Linked DNA regions of Sus scrofa: region 2 is linked to region 1. The links are chromatin contacts, called in public Hi-C maps. All regions are on one chromosome and are shown on one strand. The core of a region is the stretch at or near the end of the contact, and the rest is flanking DNA. Distances in the headings are between cores, read along the strand shown. Region 1 overlaps ANGEL2 (protein angel homolog 2). Region 2 holds the start of VASH2 (vasohibin-2).

The links. Hi-C and Micro-C count contacts between places; a contact is called where the count stands out from the background.
Region 2: a contact with region 1 is called in a Hi-C map of fetal liver, with 1.9 times the contacts expected there. The contact joins the promoter of VASH2 here to the enhancer-like site in region 1. A contact is called at or near these places in 2 of 5 promoter capture datasets (fetal liver and liver), 28 of 47 Hi-C or Micro-C datasets (adipose tissue, alveolar macrophages, blood and 16 more) and 2 of 2 datasets of contacts at active chromatin or transcription factors (alveolar macrophages and skeletal muscle).

The regions. Positions count from the first base shown.
Region 1 is chr9:130,469,782-130,477,518 of Sscrofa11.1, forward strand. ANGEL2 (protein angel homolog 2) reads left to right here. Exons shown (of 9, transcript XM_013979952.2): 9 at 1,166-6,602. The coding sequence ends at 1,317. VASH2 (vasohibin-2) reads right to left here. Exons shown (of 8, transcript XM_003357589.4): 8 at 4,073-7,096. The coding sequence ends at 7,024. Among named protein-coding and RNA genes, the nearest start is that of ANGEL2, 20 kb to the left of the region's middle. Within about 2 kb of position 5,735, at least 6 of the 83 cell types and tissues checked have an H3K27ac peak or open chromatin away from gene starts, as enhancers often do. A contact at or near this core is called in fetal liver and retroperitoneal adipose tissue, where this site is marked.
Region 2 is chr9:130,508,971-130,516,690 of Sscrofa11.1, forward strand. VASH2 (vasohibin-2) reads right to left here and starts at 2,337. Exons shown (of 8, transcript XM_003357589.4): 1 at 2,120-2,337; 2 at 1,047-1,497. The coding sequence starts at 1,322.

The DNA.
Region 1 (7,737 bases), core at 4,485-6,984:
TTCTTGAGTTAACAGTGCAGGTCTCTCATATTGCCTTTTGGCTTTACTTGCCATGAATTTATTGGGGTTTTTTTCTTTGTTTTTGTTTTTTTTTGTGAACCCAACATTATACATTTTTGATGACAGCAATACATTTTTTGGTACAGCAACATTATACAGTTTTGTGTTTAAATCTTACTAAAGTATGCTGCCTTCATTGTAGGACCTTGCTTGTACTGCCAACAATGGACAGTTTTGTCATGTTGACCCTGGAATGTTGGTACTTTCTGGAAAGAGAAGTCTATAATATGTGTGTTTTCAAAATGCAAAGGTGATAGTAACATTTTTTCTTCATATGTGAAAACAAGGTTTTAAATATTAGTCAAAGGATTTAATGTGGAGAGGAAATTTCCATTTAAAGTAACTGAAAGTCAAAAAAAATAATTAGAAAACCCAAATCTTAAATTGGTCAGCTATTTTTTTTTTCTGATTTTCCCTTTTTTTCAGAGCTGTTTCTCTTTCCCCCTTTTTTCTATGTTTGTTTTTTCCTTCCTTCTGAAGGATAACCTTATTAGTAACACTCAGGAGATGGTTTACTCCTCTCCACTGGATCGGCTCTACAAAATAGTTTGATGCATTGAATTTGTTAATAAGCTTCTGGTAGTTGTCATTTTGTAAACGTTCACTAGGTGGCGGAAGTGTGCTGTGGACCAGCATCGCTAAAGTTAACGTTAATAAGCACATGCCCTCATTTACTCTACTTCTGTGGGCACTCACTCTCTGGGAGCAAATTATACCGATGTGTTTTTCAGTCATCTCAGACTTCCCTCTCTGATGTGGCTGGGTATGTCTGCTCTTGTACAACTACAGAAATGTTGATGAGTGAATTTCTCAGGAAGTTGTCAGTCTCAAATTACTCTTATTCTTATGTATAACATTGATAGTTTCTTGTAAAGATGATTTGCAGAACTTGAAATAGAAAAAAACCAAACATCAAGACTGCTGTTTGTTTGGGAATCATATTTAGGGTATAACTCAGTAGGATTTTAACCAGATTCTAAAAGTTGTTTCATATTAGACTTCCTGAGGGATCTCAAGTTACCTGTCATCACTGTTTAGAAAAAAAGACTTGTCAATAACCTGTTGACACAGTGTCCCTAAATATGTATGTGCTTCTTTAATGTAGGAGCTGGAGTTGCGTTGGTTGGTGGTTTGAAACTTCTAGCTAGACTGTCCCTTCTCACAGAACAAGACTTATGGACTGTTAATGGACTTCCAAATGAAAATAACTCTTCCGATCATCTGCCTTTACTGGCTAAGTTCAGACTTGACCTCTGACTCTTCTTTGATGATGTATATACTTTGCTTTCTCATTTTTATTCTTTTTCAAATGATGTAAAGTTGTTCTTAAGAGTTTGCATGTTATTTATTTTTACGCTGTGGAATTTCTGAAGAGGTTATGTTAAATGCTTGAAACAGCCGAAGAGACAAGTTTACAACAGTTTTCTTTTTTAATAATGAAAAAAATATTTTCCTGACAAGTGAGATCTAATTGCTCTTGATTGTAAAAGAATTGTAAATATTCTAAACTCCAGTAAAACTGACAGTGATTTTTAAAAACAGTGCAGCTTCTTCAGTCCTTATAGTAAAGAATTTCATTTCATGTGTTTGGCAAGTTTTATAAGTGGATCCAAAATATCCGAGTTCATGCAACCCACAGCTCATTTCCCTTCCAGGAGGCCTGAATGAGGATCATGTTTGTTGGGCGCATCATGTGTTTGTTGTTCGTTCATCTCTGACGTCACTGGGTTGTTCACAAGTGACCAGCCGTTTCAGTTTGTTTGTTTTAGGCCTGCACTCGCGGCATAGGGAGGTTCCCAGGCTAGGGGTCTAATTGGAGCTACAGCCGACGGCCTCCACCACAGCCACAGCAATGCCAGATCCAAGCCGTGTCTGCGACCTACACCACAGCTCACAGCAACGCCGGATCCTTAACCTACTGAGCGAGGCCAGGGATCGAACCCGCATCCTCATGCTTCCTGGTTGGGTTCGTTAACTGCTGAGCCACGAAGGGAACTCCTCGTTTGTTTTTGAAGCGGCTTGATAATGTTTTTTGAAATTGTACAAATTGCTTAATCCATCATATTACTCTCCTGAGCCGTGTAATATGCTTGCATTTTATTAGGAAAGTACATAGGTCCCTGTAACTAGTAGGATGAGATGCTTTCTACAGGCCCATTCTCCATCCTGCAGCAGACATCACAGGATCCCAAGACGGCAGAGACTGGCGTTAGGCCTATGTTTCTCCAGTAATCATTTTATTTTTTCTATTCAGTTTTAAGAAAAGACCTGAGGGAGGGGGGAGATTTTGTTTTACTGAACCAACCCTGTAGAAATGTATTAGGAAAACTGTATTCGGAACAAAGTGGCAGCTATAAGATTATTTTTATTTTGCCTCAAAAGTAAGAGGAAGCCAGCAAAACTCTAGAGGGGAGATAGCAACTTGGAGACCTGATGCTTTAACTTTTTTGTTGTGGTTTTGTTTCTAAACGATTTCCTTTTATCATGATGCAGCAGTGTGACATGGTGCTGACATTTTTTATAAAGAGGTAAAGAGCAGGTCAAAAAGATCCTCCCGTTGGCTCTGCATGAGGGTTTGAATCAAAAATTTAAAACATAAGTGAAAATTTCCTCTTTTTTAGACGTTGGGATCAAAGAATTATGTCCATTTTTACTCAGTCGCAATTTTATATGGAATTATACTGATTATACAAGTTTTTACAGTGAATTTTAATAGAATGCCTCATCTTAAATTAGAAAGCAGTAGTTACTTTATAGTCTTAGACTTTCAAAGTTTTTCTACTAATGTATTTACTACAATTATTAATAAATAAGTAAACCAGATGCATATCCCCAAAAGGCATGTGGGTTATAAAGACTTAGAGCCCTAGTAAAACTGTAATAATAAGTACTTTCACCTGTGTAATGTCTCACTTTTTTTTGTTCACTTACAGTATTAACTATAGTTCTAAGGTTTTCCACATTTTGTAGTGACAGTCTTCAGAATATTTATTATGTGTCCTAATTAGTAGATATTATCATCATCAAATAATAACAGCAGATAGTGTATTTGTTCCCTTTTAGTATTGGGGAAAGAAAAATGATTCATTAATTAGTACTTCGTGTTGTGAGAATTTCTTAATGACGAACTTTATAGGCAGGTGTTATTGATCAGCTAACATCCCAGAAAACATCTGTGAAAAAACTTAATTTTTTTGTATCCTAATTAATATATTGTGATATCAGGCCCTTTTCATGTGCTTCACTTCAATAGGGTTACTCCATAAAATTGCTTTCTACTTTAGCTTATAGAATGAAGTATTATTTTGTGTACCGAAGGCCAAAGGGTCGGTGTAATCGTCACAGGTTTTTAAAGCTCCGCTAAAATTATCTGTCCCCTTGCCTTTACTTTTTTGGTCAGAAGAGTTGGTAACTCTGTTGGAGCCTCGTATTCACCTGCCAGAAGCAATTAAATTTGGTTACTTGCTGAAACCAAATCTCCCAGTCTCAAGAGCTCTGCTCTCCAAGTTTTAAATGGAAAGGGATACTGTGGAGTCATTATATTTTTGTTTTACCATAGCTTTTGATGTCGGTATGCGTGTTTGAAATCTTATCTTTTTTTGAATTTAGCAGCTGTCTGCCTTTAATCCTCTGCTGCTGTCCTAAAAAACTAAGAGATCCAGAGAGTTCAAGGGGTTGGAGAAACAGACGTCCAGTCAGATACACTCTGTCCCTATAAGTTACCTAATAAATTACTGTATGAGCACATCTGTGCCTGGAGCTTTGTGGGAAGGATCCTAAGCTGTATGGCTGGCCTGTTGCCTCTTCCAAACGATCGCATTACCCTTTTCAGCCTTTATTACTGAGGGTGATGCCAAAATATAAGTGAATTAAGATACATCAAAATAGAGTGATGTTTAACAGAGTCTGAAAATTGTGGAAAAAGACAAGGGTGAGAAAAGTGAAAATTAATTCACTGGGACAAGTATATGACAAGAGGACAGGAAAAAAAAAATTGCAAGAAAAACAATCCTTGAGTTTCCAGGATGGTTTTATTAAAGTCCCATGCTGTGTATAAACATACAAGTGATGAGAAAACCATTAACTTGAAACATGCACTTATCTGGCATTCTCTAAAATACCATTATACAAGTTTTCATTTACTTAGAAAAATACCCACTAAAACAATCACAATTTTTCTTAGAAGAGTTTAAAAAAATGTATTGGCCAGAACAAAGTCCAAGAGAGTAATAAACAAGATTCTGAATTGTATGTCAAAAAAACTGTACAAGGTTGTACATAAAACTATAGCTTACAAAAAGCCTTGGGTATAGTAAGAATACTGAATTAAGATTTCCAAAGTTCTATTTACCAATATCTATTAATAAAATCCTTATGAAATAACTGACTTAGAAAAAGTGAAATGCTCATGACCTCAGAGAGTATAGAAAATACTAAATATCACTTTCTGAAATAAAGTGTACTCGAAACAGCACATGTAGTCTAGAATCAGAATTTCTGTCATTCATTTAAACTTTGCATGTATTGCCATAATGCCTTAAGCATAAAATTTCTCTTGCATGAATAACTTTAAAATAAGATGTTAAATCATTTCATAGTTTTTTTATCATTTGAATTATAGCCCGTTTTAAAATCAATTCTAAGGGGTAAAATCATGTTACGGGTTATTTTTCTGGCCTTATTATCGACTACTTCATTACAATTTAGGAGTTTGGTACCTTTTCATATCTTTTAGAAATTAACATTTCCGTAAGCAATAAAACCAGAATAACAACTAAGAACATTTTCAACTAAGTTTTTGGTTTCTCTGACTAACTCTTGCTTTGGGGAAGTGAATCTTCAAATCAGGAAGTGAGTGTGGAAGAAAAAATCAGGTTGCTAATTGAATCATCCAGCCAGTTGGAATTTTGACAGCTTCGACATCAGCGTGTTAGAAACAGCTTGTATTCCTATTCTTCCCCCTTTCCAAGGGGAACAAGAGACTGCAGTCTCTATTTTTGGATCGGACGGTACCTAATCCTTGGAAAATCCTATTCTGAGCTCTTAGAACGATTGCAGTGTTGATAAGTAGTCTACTTATTGGCTGTAATAAATTTTCATATTGATAAAGGTCTATCTGTATAGATGGCTCTCTCATATTTCATCTGGACAGAGGGCTAAGACGGTATGCTGTAGAATGAGAATAAAGTGATTCACTGATGACTCCAAACATCTACATATATGCGGCCATGAGACCCAAAGACAACTCATCTTAAACTCTGGTAACACTCTTCTCCAAGAAAGTGATGACGTTCCAGCTTTTTAGCATCTGCGTATTTTGGCCTGATGGAGACGTACGCTTGCTTGGTCCTTTTTCATGTAAAGGACGTTGGAGCGCCTTTTTCAAGAAAACTTAATACTGTTGAGGGTAAAGTGAACTCAGGTGCCCATGGCTGAAGGATGAGGTCATTTGGCTTTTCATGTCACCCTCAGAGATAAAGAATCTCAATGAGCAGATTCTTACTTTTTTTAACTCCCTTCCCAAGTTACCTTCAGTTGAAGAAAGCCAGAGGGGCAGCACTGAGACTGAAATAGCGCTTTTGTTGACCAGCAGACTCCACTTAAATAGGCCTTCTGATCCATGAGTTGACATGGCTACTCACATCAAACAAGTGACTCAGAAGCTGACAACATACAGACTCTGAAGGCCACTGGCGCTTCTGTGTGCTCTGCAGCCAGAAGTTACACTGGCACTACCCCGTGCAGGCCAGATATTCCTACCAGGCTTCGTGGACTCCATCACCCTAGAAGGTATAACACTGTACCTGAAGACTTTTCCATTTAAAAATAAGGTTCTGCTTTTCGACGTCTTCACATTTTCTGATACCAGTCCCTAAATGTCATGAAGCAGTACCTAAAAGCAAGGTACTGGAAGATAACGACGTCGTGCCGTGTTTGGTCTTAATATAAGACATCAGAGCCCATCTCCAACAGCAGTGAGTCCTGCAGAATCGAGGCCTGACTCAGAGTTTAAAAATCAGGTGAAATGTCAACAGAAAGTTCACCTGGTTCTCATGACCTACTGATTCACTCCTGGCCTCTGCCTTTCTGAGCGTGTTATTGTCAGGTAATCACAGTACCGCTCAATTAGGGGCACAGTGCATGGCCTTTTGTGCTTTTTGCTGGAGTCTGCAAAGTTTAAATGTTAGTGACAGACTGTAGACTAGCTCCTGAACGTGCTTTTTTTGTTTTGTTTTGAATGAACAAAAACTGCTGTCTGTGGATGCTTTAAGAAAGATTAACAAGTAACTCCAAGATCCTGAAAATGGTTTCCCGTATTGCCAAAAGAATATCAGTGCTTTTTAGTAAAACACGTACATGTAATACCTTAAATCTCATCGCACATGTGCACCAGGGGGAAAAAAAAATCCAAACCTCGTGGAGATCCCCAGGGGAAATACTGGGGCAACAATACAAAGGGGATATAAAAAAACAAAAACACCATTAAGTTTGCATATCTGATGTCAAGATGCTGAGGTAATATTGACTGCTTAAAAAAAAAACCCACCAACCTTTGCCTCTGTTATTGCTGAAAAAGACATTAATACTGAGTTACCTTAACTCTATCAAAAGTGGGAGGGAGGGTTTCACGAACATTTACTACTAGTGAGGCATAATGTTCAAAGCAAGTAAAACAAAGCAGGTAAGTGGGAAAATAAAAAACTACAGTTATGGTCTTATCCCTCCTATCTGGAGTGAGGGAGACAGTCCAGCCCCAGTGGGGTTTATTACTTAGCCTTTGCGTGGTTGTCCCTTCGTGAATTTTTTTAAATTGTTACCACCCACTCAGAGTCTATTTCCAAGTGAATGCTTAAAAATAAAAGCCACAAGTTCTTAATAAATAGTTGCAGTTCCTCCTGAAGATGCTGGGTAAAGTGCAGAGGGAAGCACCAGAGAAGCCCTGTTGCTGGCTGTATGGCTGGACTAAATTCGGATCTGATAGCCCACTTCATTCAGAGTGCTGAGATCAGCCACCTTCTTTTCAGGCAGTGCCGGCCTAGGGGTGACAGACAGAGGGGTGGTGCGGGGCAGGGGGTGGGATGAGAACGGTTATTGAGTATTGTCAGAGCCTCTCCCCTCTGGCGTTTGTCCCCACCCCGTCTCCCCAGCCTTAGCTCCCAGCTCTACCTCTTGTTCTTCAGTCCACCTTTCTAGGTTTTTAAGGGACATTTTGAACAGGCTTTCAAGGTAGAGTTCAAAAAAATTGACCGGTTGCTCAAAGTTTGTTCAGTCCAAGCCTGAATTTGGTTAGCCTCTAACTTCTAAGACCTAAAGTAGCCTTGCAAAGGTCTGAAAAAGGTCTACTATGAGCACACTAACCATCTGAGCCAAATTCTAGAAACCTTGGCTTCCTGAGAGCTCGTGTCACATTGTCTCTTGGCTGCTGGGAGAAATCTGTAATGGCCTGTTTTCTCTCAGTCCCACGACCACCAGCACCTGCTGGGAAGTCAGTGACAGAACAGGCCACAGAGAAAAAACAAACGCCGACCACTCAGCCCTATGGTAGCTCCCTGGGGTCACTGCCGTGATGAGCCGTAGGCATGAGCCACAGGCACGCCATCGCCTCGGAAGCCGGGTTTTGGCCACTCTCCTGGCTTCCTCACTTTGGAGCCTCTCAGCCCTGAGGAACTGAATTTC
Region 2 (7,720 bases), core at 1,087-3,586, 36 kb after region 1:
TACTAAAACACGGTAACCAACTGCAGCAGGAAGCTGATAGGCTCTGTCACTTCCCCCAAGGGCACACACAGCTTTCCAGCCTGCAGGGCTCAGATGCTCAGGTCACCAGGTTGGGGACTGGACCAGATGGCCTTCCAGGTCTCAGGTCTGGCATTCCTCGACCTGCCCAGGAATCTTCTCAGCCATACCAGTGTCCCCAGGGTGCAGGGGAAGCCATCTGCCATGCTATAACCCCCAGGCTCTGCAGCATTTCTCTTCCAGTTTGCATTCTGATGTCTCATAAAGTGACCACTGCACATCTCTATTTTACTAACATTATCCTTGGCCACCAAACCCAATTGGCTCACTGGCTTCTCTCCAAGGTAGAAAGAGTTTCGCTCCTGAGCCTCTCTCTCTATCCAGTGAGACTCATTCATCATATGTACTGGAAAGTCCCTTTTAAGCCATCGTCAAGCTCTTCTTTTCTTTCTCAGCCCAGAGAAGCTGGGGAAAGAGTTGACTGTTTTGTAAGTTTCAGAGGTGAAAGTCACTGTCATAAAAAAAAAATTGGCAAAAAGTCTAGGAATGATTCATGCTGAGAAATCTGACTGGCTGCAAATTCATTCACAGCCTAATAAATCATTCGGGGGGGGGGCAGTCAGGGGAGGACCAAGAGACTCCGAGAGAAAAAGCAGGGTGGGATCCCTAGGGGGCCTAAGCATTCCTGGCATCCCTGGTGCTGTCTGGTGACTACAGTTTTTGCAGAAGGAGGATGTACACGGAGAAGAGGAAATAATCGAATTTGGCTCCAGATTCAAAGAAACCTTGGCACAAGCCGACCACACAGTCCCAGGACAGCAAACCCCCTTCCTCTGGCGCCCTCATTTCTAAGGCGTCCAAGACAAATGTCTCAATTAAGCAAAGGACTGGGGGCTGGCGGGAAGAATGGGGAGGGGAAGGCAGTTTGTAGCAGGACCAGGAAAACGGAAATTGGCTTTATTTGCTAGCACGGGCTGAAATGATCCCATCACCGTCCACCCCACCCCCCTTCCTTCGAAGCCACTAACCTTTGCCAAGAAGGTGGCGTTCCTGATGGCGCCCACCATTTCGCCTCCCTTGGGGTGCACCTTGGCCACGTGCATCCACATGCGCTCCCAGGTGTGGCTGTCGATGGGGAAGCCGCTCTTGTTAACGTGAAACAGCACCCCACCGTCTTTGTCCTCCTCCTCTGAGCCCCCGCTGGTGGCGAGGCTTACGGGCCGCGCGTGGCTGCTCCGGGACCGGGTGCCTTTGGCGCCTTTGGGGTGGGGGCAGCGGTGAGTGTCGGCCGCCGAGCCGGTCATGGTGGGGTCAGGGTGGGGAGGGCGGCTTGCGGGGAGCGCGGCGGCGGCGGGGGGCGTGTGCGCGCGGACGCGGTGCGGGGTCAGCGCCCCGAGAGGGCGGCCTTCTCCATGCTTCCCGCTGCGGCAGGACGAGCCAAGGGGGAGCGGCGGCTGGAGTTCCGCTTACGGGCAGTGCCTGAAATCAGTGAGACACAGCATACACCACGGAGAAGTGGACACCCGGACGAACCGCGGCGGGAGCCGTGGCCAAGGCGATGGGGCTTCGAAGGGTTCCCACTTCGCCGCCCGCTCCCTTGCGCGCGGACAGACCTCCCCGCCGGGGAATTGCACAGAGAGCTTCCGGCCCTGCAATTACCTAGAAAGGCGACTTGAATTTTGCCACAAAGCTTCACACCCACCTCAACCCGCGGGAGGTAACTACAAGGAGCGTGGAGGCTGCGGAGTGGACGAGGTAAGGAGGAGAAGGACAGCTCGTGCTGCCGGAAGGAACAGGCGGTTCCCGCAAGGCTCCATGCCTTCCTTCGTCGCCAGATGTGGCCGGGAGCCGAGCAGAACCGAGAACGTGCCGGCACGTGAGCGCCCGGGGCGGCCGCGAGGGCGCAGCGGCTGGCAAAGGCTGCCGCATTTCTTCCAGGAAGCTCTCCGGGAAGCCGGGAGGGCGAGGGGCGGCCCCGGTCCACAGGCTCCAGTGGCAGTAGCTCCACCCGCCCCCTTCCCCGAGTTCCAGCGCCAGACACCGGGACTGACTGGCTGCAGGCGGGGCGCGGGAAGAGCGCGCCGCAGCTCTGGGACCCTACCTTGGGACGGCCGGCCTCATGGCTGCGGAGCCTCTCTGTGCGGCGGGGGCGGCGAGGGCTGCTGCTGCGGCTGCTGCTGCGGCGGCGGCTGGGCCTGGGCCTGGGGCTGCTAGGGGCTGCTGTGGCCGTCGCCTCATTCCATGTCCCATTCTCGAATGTTATTCTGTGACATATAACCGAGTCACCCGGGCAGCCGCCGATGTTCCGAATGCGTCCATTGGCCGCCGCAACAAAGAGGGGCGGGTCCCGGGCGCGGGACTCTACAACCCAGAGCTCCGCGACGCTCTGATTGGCTCCGGGGGTTTCTGGGCGGGAGGGGAGGGGAGCAGGGGAGCCGGGCGGCCGCGCGAAATCCGATCGTTGTCTTGTCCTGGGAGCCCTGCGGGGCTGGAGCGTTTGTCGCCGGGACTTAAGACCGAGTTTCCCCGGGGCGGGGGAGGGGGGAGTCGTGGCACTGCGGGGGGTTGCACCTGTGGGAAACACAGAAGTAAAGCCACCCAAGTAGTGACCCTTAGCTAGAGCAGGGCATGTCTTAAGACAGCATTCCTTGAAGAAGGCTGGGCGCAGTCACCTGCCCCCGCTACCTGGGACTGATGGATGGCTCAGGCAGCACTGTTCACATGAAGGCGCAATAAATCGTTGTTTTTTTTTTTTTTTATCCTACATTACAAATGTCCCCAAACTAACCAGGGGACACAGCCATATACCCTCTGACATTAGACACGATTTATAAAGTCCCTTCAAAACCAAGCTCAGGAGTTCCTGTTGTAACTCAGTGGTAAGGAACTTGACTAATAACCATGAGAATGCAGGTTCGATCCCTAGCCTCATCAGTGGGTTAAAGGATCCTGTGTGGCTGTGAGTTGTGGTGTAGGTCTCATCATATATGAGGCCTGGATACCATATAGTTGTGGCTGTGACTGCATAGGCTGGCAGCTGCAGTGCCAATTAGATCCCTAGCCTGGGAACTTCCATGGTGCGGCCCTAAAAAGCAAAAAGAAAAAAGAAAAAGAAAAAGAAAAAAAAAAGCTGATATGTGACACTAAAACCAGGGAGGTCAGCCAGGTTCTGAGTGTTGCCACAGCTACTAAGTTAGGAGGGGCTGGAGAGATGCTTCAAAGCCAGGAGAAGTGGAGGCCCTCCCACACGCTGCACTCACATACCTTTTCCTTAAAGCCATCTTCTGCTTCTTCTCGTCCTCCTCCTCCACTCCCTTCCTCCCCCGCCCCCTTTTCCTCTTCATTTTTTTAAAGAGCAAGATGAGGGGGAAACACACCAGACTACTGACCTGAGGACTGGCTCTAAGTCCAGGTTTGCCACTTGGCTAAGCTGTGTGACCCAGCTTAGCCACTTGCCATTCCAGACCTTAGCGTCTCTTTCTGAAAAGAGGAGAGCAGACCCCTCACTCTCCAAAGTCTGTTATGACTCCAAGATGCTGTGCTCCTCTGACTTCCGGTCCTGTGGACACTTAGGAACCTGGCTGTAATATCCTTTCTCTCTAAACTCCAGACCCACTTTGCTAGGGGGAGGTGGCTGGAGCAGCAATGCTAAGTTAACCTCAAATTTAGAATGCAGTCAACAGAGTTCCCATCATGGCACAGTGGTTAACGAATCCTACTAGCATCCATGAGGACACGGGTTCGACCCCTGGCCTCGCTCAGCGAGGTTGAGGGTCTGGCATTGCCGTGAGCTGTGGTGTAGGTTGAAGCTGCAGCTCGGATCTGGCGTGGCTGTGGTGTAGGCCAGAAGCTGTAGCTCCAATTCAGTCCCTAGCCTGGGAACCTCCATATGCCGTAGGTGCCGTCCCGAAAAAAAAAAGAGAATGCAGTCCTCAAAGACCACTGAGGACAGATCTGATCTGTTTCTGCTTAACCCTACAAGTTGCTTGTTGCTTGTAATGCTAAGTAATGGTGCTGGAACTTCCCATTCACGGGGGCATGGGAGTACGGTGAGAGGCCTCTGCTCCAGTGTAGCTGAGAGCCAGGACTCGGGTGAAGAGACCTGGATTCTAGACCAGTCCTGCACTGCTGCAGACAGCCCAAGCCAAGGAATATAGGTTCTATAATGAGAATGATAACTTAGATCCAGATAAACAAAAGACATGGGCCTAATAATAATAATCAATAATCATAATCAGGAAATTACCTGAATTGTTCAAGTGAAACAAGCATACCTGATAAAAATTAGAGAACTAATTATGTATTGAGAGACGTATCCTCTCAGTACATAAATGCCTCCGTTTTCCTGATGAGGAGAAAACATGCCTCAGAGGGTGATCTGCTGTCTCATCTCAAACGTCCTTCCTCCCGTCTTTTCTGACTCATCTCTCAAATTCATCCCTTTCTTGCTTTCCCTGGGTTTCAAGTCCAAGAGACTAGGATTTCAGGATGCAGATCTGTATGCAGAGGATGAGAATACGGCCTAACGGTCCCTTGGGGGGAAACTGAGCTCTCAAAGCTCAAGTGATCAGACCAGGTGGTGAACATCGAAGAATGTCTGGCAAGTGTCGCCGTCCTTGGCATCAATGCCCAATGTCCTCACTCAGGTCAAATCCAAACAACCACAATTTCGCTGTCAAATGAGGCCTGGATCCTGCTTTACCTGAATTAAAATCCTAGGGACCAGAAAGGATTATTGATTCATCTTCCTGTCCTGGGCACCTCGGGCTCCCTGACAGTTGCAGGAAACACTTTTGTTGTTCATCTCTGATACTCTGGCCATCTGTTCTCCTTTCTCCAGGGGATGGGGTTGCACTGGGATCCAAGCGACGTGGTGATGGAGAGGGCTGTGAGATTTGGCGACTTTTCCAAAGAGGTGGCGAGAAGACTTCTGAAGTAAGCTGTGCTGTCCCTTTGAAAGGAGGAGGCAGAAGGGCTCTAGGTTCAGAAGTCGTTTGCATTTGAGAGTTGCGCTAAATGCATGGACCAGCAACCCTGTTCTTCATTTCCTAGTGTATTTTGTGTTACATAACACTCAAGTGAACCCAGGCCAGACGGATTATGGGTTTTGAAAGCTCAGATGGTTAGTGAGAGTGACACGGCCACATATACACACAGTGGAGCAGGGCCAACTTGCATTGAACAGGGGCACATGGTGATTAGCTACTCAGCCTCCGAGAGCAAGGTCATGTTCATTCATTGTTACCAGTATAACAACTGGCACCGCAGAGACATGTAATGGGAAGGTCTGGAAGAAGAGAAACTGGGTTCCAAGAGTAGCTTATTATTCAAGTGCCAGATGCTGGGGTCACAAAGATAAATAACACAAAATCCTAATCTGATGATCATATTTCTAGTTCCACCAGCTGTGGGTATTAATAGCTTATTAGTGGATGTGTCAGATGCATCTTATGAGCCCAATCACATTGACTAGACCTTGCCATTCTCCTGGCTCTATAGCTATCTCCACACCGACCAAATCTGTGCAGTTCAGCTACCTGGGATGGAGAATCCCTTGCCTAGTCAGGTCCTTCTTGGCTGCTGCTGCTCAGCCAGCCTGGCTCCCCACACATCTTGAGCCTCTGACTCTTGCACTACTTCCAGATCAGATGAAATGCCAACCCTGCAGGATGTGGCTTCTAAGCAGCCACCAAAGGGGATTAGTTCCCTGTGGGGAGCATGTTGACCAATGAGGAACAGGAGATGGGAGCGGGGCAGTTCTCTTTCCTTCCCACTTCCGATGGACTGTTTGATTCATGATTTCCTAACACAGCCGGTCTGGAGATGTCCTGCCTGGCTGAGCAGACATACCTACCGAGCAACCTGCCAGGGCTCTTCGCAGGGGGTCGTGAAGCAGTTACCTGCACGGGGACATACCGCCTTGTGCCGCTTCTCCTCCTAGCCCACCTCATTTCCCTTGTCGCTCTTGCTGCCTTCTCAGTCAGCTTTCATCTTTGCTTCAGATTCTGTCTGCTAGAGGAACTGACTTAAGACAGTTGGTTCCACAGGTGGTTCTAGAAAGCAAACCCTCAAGATGGATTTGGGGGTTGTATCTTATGTCTGAAGCCAGTAGCGTCCTTTGTGCTGATAAAAAAGGACGATTGTAATTTTGATCCTCCATAGCACCACAGCTTTTGCTTGTTGGGGTGAACCGGGTGGAGAGCGAGACACTGGGAGATCAAGCTGTGGTACTCAATTAGTTTGGAAACAATGATAATTATAAGGAACCCGTGACCTTGGAAACAGAAAATGACAGGCTCGGAGCAGTTAATTCCAACTCATGGAATGCTCTGAATGCTGGAGAGCGCCTATGGCTTTAAAAGAGAGTCTTGTTTCTTGAAACCATAGGCAAGACTTAAAATTAAGCCCAGTACCTGATCACAAGGTAGCAGAAACTGTAAAATGAAATGGAATGAAACGAAATGAAATAAAATAATAAAAGACTAAATGCATGGCCTTGATGGGCTCCATGTCAAAGCAGAGCCCTGACAAGGAAAGACTAAGCCCTGGGTTGGGGGTGTCTCCATGTTTGACCTCTTGACTCCTCAAATCCCTTGAACGTTCCCGCCCAAAGAAGGTCCCCTTCTCCGAGGCTTGTTCTCCTCAAGACCTGGCCCCACCACTTAGTGCCTCTCCCAAAACCCAAAGTCAAGTGGTAGCACAGCCCACGCTGGGAAGAAAAAGTCCTGTTCCGGGAGAAATGCACACCTGCCAAAGATCTTCTGGGACTTGGCTACTGTGTACGGGCAGGAACTGTGGAAATGTGTGTGGGAGTGGATTTTGGCGATGTTATATTTGGGGTTGGGGGTGAAGCAGGAAACAAATTGGAAGCATTCACAGGTTTGGGGATACTTACTCAGAACTCGAGATTTAATGCTTTAGCAAAAGGATGCTTGGAGCTTGTCCTCATAGTCTGCTGGGATGGCTCTTTGAAGCCTGGCCTCAGCAATGGTACAGTGTAAGCAAAGTGGAGAAGGCAGACTTCCCTGCGTAGTGTTGTGGAAGGGGGGTCAGAAAACTCAAGAAGGAGGGACCATCAGAAGTATTTATTACATGCGGCTCAAGATCCCACCACTCGACTAGTTCCCTGGGCCAGCCCAGAGGACTCCCTTCACTAAAGCAATTAAGAATGGACTAGAAAGGAGGCTTTTTTTGGGGGGGGTGGGTACGGTACAAAAGAAGGGCTTTATTGCTTTGCCAGCCAAAGGGGGCCAGGTAGGCTAGTGCCCTCAAAACCATGTCCTGCCCTGGCGGGAGCAGTGAGGAGTCGTACAGTGATCAAGGAGCAGAGCATGATCAGCTGGTGGACATTCTTCCGACCGGTGGGTGGTGAGGTCACTGGGGGTCAAGATCATCAACCTGATTCCAGCTGGTCCGGCGTCTCGTGCTTGTGGACAGCGTTTAGTTAACGTCTTCCACCTGGTGGGGGTTTCAGTCTTGGAGTTCCTGCTGTGGTGCAGCGGGATTGGCGGCGTCTCTGGAGCACTGGGAGGAAGGAGGCTTTTTGAGCACACGGTCGTGGCTGTCTCTGTAGTTCAGGGTCAGTGGTAGTGGGGAAGCTGCCCTATACTTTTAGCGGAGATGATGAAAATCACTGAATTGCGAAGCCCAAGTGGGAGCGCTTAATTCTAAAGGACAAAGGGGACATATTAGCCACGGTGAA